2 separate regions of the Danio rerio genome follow, and region 1 is linked to region 2. The links are chromatin contacts, called in public Micro-C maps. All regions are on one chromosome and are shown on one strand. Each heading gives the region's core, a stretch centred on a gene start, on an enhancer-like site or on the middle of the called end of the contact. The rest is flanking DNA. Distances are from core to core; before and after follow the strand shown. Region 1 overlaps aff2 (AF4/FMR2 family, member 2). Region 2 overlaps aff2 (AF4/FMR2 family, member 2).

What was found. Hi-C and Micro-C count contacts between places; a contact is called where the count stands out from the background.
Region 1: a Micro-C map of caudal fin shows a contact between it and region 2, with 1.8 times the contacts expected there. The contact joins two enhancer-like sites. A contact is called at or near these places in 2 of 18 Hi-C or Micro-C datasets (caudal fin and an unstated tissue).

What each region holds. Positions count from the first base shown.
Region 1 is chr14:24,651,356-24,654,930 of GRCz12tu, forward strand. All of the region lies in intron 1 of aff2 (AF4/FMR2 family, member 2), which reads left to right. Among named protein-coding and RNA genes, the nearest start is that of aff2, 65 kb to the left of the region's middle. Within about 2 kb of position 1,301, at least 17 of the 62 cell types and tissues checked have an H3K27ac peak or open chromatin away from gene starts, as enhancers often do. A contact at or near this core is called in caudal fin, where this site is marked.
Region 2 is chr14:24,604,195-24,607,890 of GRCz12tu, forward strand. The region is part of intron 1 of aff2 (AF4/FMR2 family, member 2); the gene reads left to right. Among named protein-coding and RNA genes, the nearest start is that of aff2, 18 kb to the left of the region's middle. Within about 2 kb of position 2,052, at least 4 of the 62 cell types and tissues checked have an H3K27ac peak or open chromatin away from gene starts, as enhancers often do. A contact at or near this core is called in caudal fin, where this site is marked.

The sequences.
Region 1 (3,575 bases), core at 51-2,550, 46 kb after region 2:
GTTTATATTTGTTTGTTTATATTTGTCTTTTTTATTTGTCTGTTTTTTATTTATTTATTTATTCATTATTTGTTTTTATTTGTTTATTTGTTCGTTCGTTCGTTCGTTCGTTCGTTCGTTCGTTCGTTCGTTCGTTCGTTCGTTCATTCATTCATTCATTCATTCATTCATTCATTCATTCATTCATTCATTCATTCATTCATTCATTCATTCATTCATTTGTTGTTTGTTTGTTTATCTATTTATTTGTTTATTCAGATACTATACCAATATAAATGCTGCTTTTGTTACACTTTTTACATATAGTATCATGTACAACTTCCCAGTCTTGAATTTCTATTTAAATGTAAGTAACCCTTAATTGTTTGAATCTTTTGCCGACCAACAGTATACTGTATAAACATGTACAAATGTTAACTCAGTGTTTACTTAAACTGACGCTATTCTAATACCAAATATCTTTTTAAAAATGTATATTTTTCTGTCTCCAAATGAGATTAAATGTACTCAAACCAACAGAAAAGCTTTATAAAACAGATACAGAAATATCACAGAATCTGCCCATGCTGTATTTTAATGATTATTTATTTATGACTATGAAAAATGAATTTTTGAGTGAACTAACCCTTTAAATATTCAACAAGCATCCATTTAATCAAAACCCAAATTGCTGTAAACAATTGTTCCAAAGCAGTGGAACTTTATTAACATCACTGGTTTGTTCAAATCCGTTTTTCTCCTAAAACTGTCACTTTGAGGGTTTATTTAAGTCCCATTAAACACATGGTTTGAATATTGTAGGGCTTCTTTGAGAATCCAACATGTTTATATCTCAAAAAAAAAAAAAAAAGAGGTGGAAGACAAATCCCAATCTGTTGATTGATCATTTTATGTCGTAGTAATGAAAAAGCAGTAACCCCTACGCCCAAACGTTTATTACTTTAGTTTGAACATTTTAGTTGTTGTTATTGTCAGCAGTGCCGTAGTGAAATGATTTGAATAAAACCACTTACTTAAGATTCCATTTCTGCCAGCACTACTGGGGGAAAATGAATGAAAAATAATCCAAGCAGTTCATCCGGTGTCATGAATAATGCACCTCTGTGTGAAAGGTTTCACATTCGCCCGCTCATATGGCTCGCTTTATGTACCAGCCTTCATTGTCTTTGCCAATAGGGGAGCGTGAGCCAAAAAATCAAAAAAGCGGTTCGGTGCCAAATGAATCCAATGTGGCTCCAGTAAGCGCTTTTTTTTTCTTTTCTTTTCTTTTTCTCTTCTTTTTTTCAGCCTGGCTCAAACAGTCGACTTCAAACTCCCAGCAGTGACACATACTTTCCTCTTCAACAGCTTTCCTTACCCCATGTGGTGGACATTACCCTCTAGACTGACAACTTCTCTAGTTTCCTCCAAACCGGGCCTGCTCCGTGTGTGATGCCAGATGACTGTTATTTGGACCCCTCTGTAGCCTGAACACAGACCCCTGAAAGGTCACCGGAGGAAAAAAAAAAATCACTTAGAAAAAAAAGACAAAGTGTGAGAGAAACAAGAGTTGGCTGGCAACAAGGCATGCGCTAATAGCACAATAAAACAATACTGTTAAGCGGCCCTTGAAAATAATTGTCGATCTGTGTTTTTACTTGCTAAGGCTCCTGGGTAATAAACTGGGTAACGTTCAGTTCTAGCTGTAAAAATGTGTTCAGCCACATGTGTGAAAAAAAAGAGCGCGCTGTCCTTTTGACCACTTTTTATTTGGAGATGAAGCATGGGAACATGGTCCTGCAAGAGTAATTATTATAAAATAAGAGTGTTGGATTTACATTCGATTAGACATGGGCTGGTGTAAGAAACGGTATGAAAACCTTGGATAAAAATATGACGATTTTACGCAATCACATATTGTGTTTACTGCTCTAAAATATATTCTTTTTAAATTTCTGTGTAAAAAACAAAAAGTTTTTCCCTTTTTGAACACAATATAATCTACTTAAAAAAAACTTTTTTTAAGGATTCTGGAGCAGTAAACATGTCAGGCTAAATAATCCAAATAAATCATTGACTTCTGCTGTCTTCATTTGTTTCAACACACTGATTTATTTACAACTTAAAATGACATCTTGAGATAAAAAAAAAATGTAAATAAAAAGTCTTACAGACTACACACTTGCACACTTTAGGAACGGTATTACAGAAAATGTTGGCAGTTTTAAAACCTTGACATTTCCAAGCCACGGTTTACCTAAATCGCCCCATGTCTACATTCAATCCTTTTGTTTTCTAAAGAGTGACTGATGCAAAAAAAAAAAAAAGACTTAAAAATAGCTCAACCAATTATTAAAACTCATATAATTGACCTGTTGAACATGAATGCAGCATTTTGTTTTTCAAGCATCTAAGCTATAAAAATGTAATGCATTTTCACCGACTAAAATGTTGTTTAGTGTTATGTGTAATTACTGTCTGACAATCCTGTCAGGAATACTGCATTTTGAATCAGTATCATTTGATGGCATATTAAAAAATTCTAAGGATCCCAGTGCAGCCCCAAATTAAAAAAAAGAAATAAATAAAAGAACTGTCATTTTAAATTCTTTTACTTTGGCACTATCCTTTAAGTCAGTAGGTTTTACTCATTTGCCATCAAAATTACTCTTTATACAACGAACGTGACTAAGGAATGAATTTTCTCTAATGTGACATTGAATGGTCGTACAATGGTGACAAAAGAGGTCCTTATGATAATAATGAATGCCTTTAACACCAGAATATTAACAACTGAAATTTCAACTTCTTCAAAGCTTTGAATTGGATTACAAAAATATTCTTGGCCACAACACTGATGCATTAACAGTGAACAAAACATAACTTTATTATTTATATCAATATGTGATAGTGTTGTGTGTGTGTGTCAAATATAAGTCATATTTTTGGTTTATAAAAATGGTACAGTGACAGCTGTGCTATTTTTTTTTTTTTTTACAGAAGTCCTAAGAGGCCATGTGGTAATATATATTTTTTTCTCTTGTTTTTTATTTCTATTTTTTGTAACAATGCATGATGCATAATGCAATTTTTTGCTTTAACTCCTTTTCGCATAGTAGTGACTTCTTGATTGTGACTTGCTAACTTGGTTATTTTCTTGTGATTGCCATAACATTCCCCACCTCTCCCCCCTTCATTGTGATAATAGCAAACAAACCTACGAAATATATGATGGATGATCACATTCACTTTTATTTTGACCCTGGACTCAAAATGCACCATCTTTATGCTACAGAAGTTCATTGTCGCCATACTTTTTTTTTTTTTACTTTCTCATTTCAAACTTTCTCAGTTTCAACCAACTTAATTTTTTCATAATATCGACAAAACAGAAATGAGTTTTATATCAGGTGCAAACAGATATACATGGGAAGTCCAGAATCGTTGTCAAAGTATCAAGCGAGTGGTCAGAAGGCAGGCGGCAGACTAAGACGAAAAGGTAAAAAAGGCAAGGTTTAAAACACAAGAAAACAAGACTAGGAAAACGCGTTGTAGTGTTTCTATACAGATCACAAGACTCTGCAAAGTGAATGAGT
Region 2 (3,696 bases), core at 802-3,301:
TATAGTTTGATAAAGATCGTAAAGGAACACATACTTATCAGTGAAGAAAGAAAAGCTGAGATAAGGAAATGAATTGAAGCTGAAATGCTTTTAAATGGAAGAGTATCTCGCTGTGAGGAGCTCATAGAGCTGTTAAGAGCCAAGAGGAACAAAAGAGCCACAGATGCGTTGAGACTGATCTCAGAGCAGGAGAGCAGAGCGCTTACACTGGACATGATAAGAGAAGCTGGACTCAATGAAACTGTCATGCTATTAAAATCCTGCTGATGGTGTATAGACTTCTGTTTTAATACTTGACCTTAAGCTTTCTTCAAAAAACATTGACGTTTGTATTTGTTTATTATTAGTAATAAATAATATTAACAACAGTCAATGTTTTTGTAAAATAACCAGAGGCGGATTTAAGGAAAAAGCAAGGTAAGCAGCCCAGTAAATCTGGGGGCCCCAATAAACATCTAAAAGTTAATAATAAATAAAGTAAATAATAAATTATACCTATAAACTATATATAACATCATTTTTATATTTTGTATGGTGAGAGTTAAAAATACAATTTTAAGATAATTAAATATCTATTATTCAATCAAATGTAATAGTATTATAATAATGTAATGTATTAATAATAATAATAATATAAAAAATAATATCCATCATGGAGCAGTCCAGCAGTAAAATTCATAAAAAGATGTATTTATTAGGGATGCTCCGATAAGGAATTTTGCAGCCGATACTGAGTACCGATTCCTTGTCATTGTGATCAACTGATACCAAGTACCAATAATGATGCTTCAAGCTTTGTATAACTTTGCCATAGCATAAGCACATTTTCCCTTTATGCATGAGATCTCGCCTTTACAAAGAGAATCAATTAAAGATGTTGCATACATTTAATTACAATAATAATAATAATAATAATAATAATAATAATAATAATAATAATGAAAACAACAATAACAACAACAACAACAACAACAACAATAATAATAATAATAATAATAATAATAATAATAATAATAATAATAATTTGATTATTATTATATAAGATTTATCATCATCATTATTATTATTATTATTATTATTATTATTATTATTATTATTATTAGTATTCATTCATTCATTATTCATTCATTCATTCATTCATTTATCTTTGGGCTGTGGGGGGAAACCGGAGCACCTGGAGGAAACCACGCAAATGCAGGGAGAACAGGCAAACTGCACACAGAAATGTGAACTGACTCAGCCAAGGCTCCAATTAGTGACCTTCGTGCTGCGAGGCGACAGCACTACCTACTGCACCACTGCGTCGCCCATTTTTATTAATATTGTTATTATTATTATGCTTTAATAATAATAATAATAATGATAATAATAATAATAATGTTATTATAATAATTAACAACAATAATAATTTCATTATTATTATTTTGTTGTTATTATTATTATCATCATCATCATCATCATCATCCTTCTTCTTTTTCTTCTTCTTCTTCTCATTTGGTTTTAAAAATCTCAATTTTGCTAGTTTGTTTGTTTGTTTGTTTATTAATCAGATGTAAAGATAATTTACTTGCATATGTGTTTAAAACTTGTTTTATCTTAAATCATAAAAAAACATTCTTAAAATGTTATCTTTTGAGGAGCAGCCCAATCAAAAGCATCCTTTATTCTCCATTTTAATTTAGTCATAAACAAAAAACAACAACATTGTGCTACCCCAGCAATCATTTTTCACAGTATGTTTGTTGTGCTTTACTGATTGTATCTGCTGCTCCCTTTTATAAAAACTCTTTGACATCACGTTTGTGAATGTGGCAGAATAGCTCTATTACTTTAGTCAGCTTAGATTAGAAAACACGTCTTCTAGAGGAGACATTCATATCGGCCTATTATTACATCAAGAGCTTTAGATGGGATGTTTCAGTACGTCTGTGTGATGTTTTCAGCAACTGCAGGTGAGAGAGTGTCAGATGCTGGATTGTAATGTTGATTCATGCATAAATAAACAGCAATGGATGTGTCTGACGTGCTGCTGACACTCTCATTGTTGAGTAGAGCTGAGTTCTGGCCAACTGTTGCATAATAACTGTGATAATGGCAGTGTTTTCCTCACATATCACAAGCCTTTACTGGCACAAAGAATTCATTCTGAGCAGCGCTGCTCTTTCTGTTTGTATGTTTTCCTTCTGAATTTCTCATTTCTCAAGGAGTTTCTTGAGGACTTTGTTATTGCTACTGTAAAATAACACACTTTTCATCTGTTTTATCCATGTTTAGAATTTCAGTGAACTTGTTTTCTCTTATGTAGAGCAACATTCATATTCAGTATTTTTCATTTATAGTATTTTATTGTGAATAAAAAAGTGTAAAGTGGGCAAAGCAGTGGCGCAGTAGGTAGTGCTGTCACCTCTCTGCAAGAAGGTCGCTGGATCAATCCTCGGCTCAGTTGGTGTTTCTGTGTGAAGTTTGCATGTTCTCCCTGCTTTCGTGTGGGGAAAACCGGAGCACCCGGAGAAAACCCAGAGTACAAAAACATGCAGTACAGGTGAATTGGGTAGGCTAAATTGTCCGTAGTGTATGAGTGTGTGTGTGAAGGGCATCTGCTGCGTAAAATCTTGCTGAATAAGTTGGCGGTTCATTCTGCTGTGGCGACCCCAGATTAATAAAGGGACTAAGCCGACAAGAAAAGGAATTAATGAATGAAAAAATGTAAAGTAATAAATTAAAACAAAATGTGTTATTGAACACACTATTGTGTTCTACATTTTAAATGCATTATCATTGTTTTTGTTAATATAAATGTGTTAATGTACGTTTGTACACTTTGTAAGAATTATTATGATAAATATTTAAATACTTGTAAAATATGTTGAATGAATGAGAAAATATAATCACATTTTATTGTAAAGAAAAAAAAATACAAAATACAATATATAAATATAAATATGTAAAATTCTAATTTGTTTAAATATTGAAAATTGTTCAAAAAGTAATGCAACAATTGACACTTTAATGAATAAATGATGCACTGTATTTCAATTTATAATCAATATTGTATATTTAAAGATATATCAATATTAAAAACTACTACTACTAACACTACTACTGCTACTACTACTACAACAACTATTACTACTACTACTACTACTACAGCTTCTAATAATAATAACAAAAATAAAAACCACAATAATAATAATAATAATAATAATTTGTATTATTATTGTTATTATTATTATTATTATTATTATTAATTTTATTATTTAAATTTTTATTATTATTTAAATTTTATATTATTATTATAATTAAATATTTCTGTAGATATTTTTTAAATATTTCTATTAATCATATCCAAAAGTGCATGAAGTCTTACTGTGACTGTGACAGTAACACTATAGTGTTTATTTTTTGATTGATTTATTGAGTAATAGTCTTAGTTTGTTTAACTGAATTGCTCAAAGTTGCTGACATTAGTGCTAGATTAACACTTTCCCTCTCTCCATGTTTGGATAATTCCCTCAGTGTTTGAGCAGTCACGTTCACCCTTGGTTTTTTCACGTCCTCTCGTCGCCTGGAAAAAAAATCGAACATTTTAGTTACTGTAGCACCGCAGAGATTTCAGGCTAAAATGCCCCATGAAGCAGCCGACGGGAAAACCGAGGCTTCACAAGTCAACAGAGGAATGATCTTGATGGCAGAGGA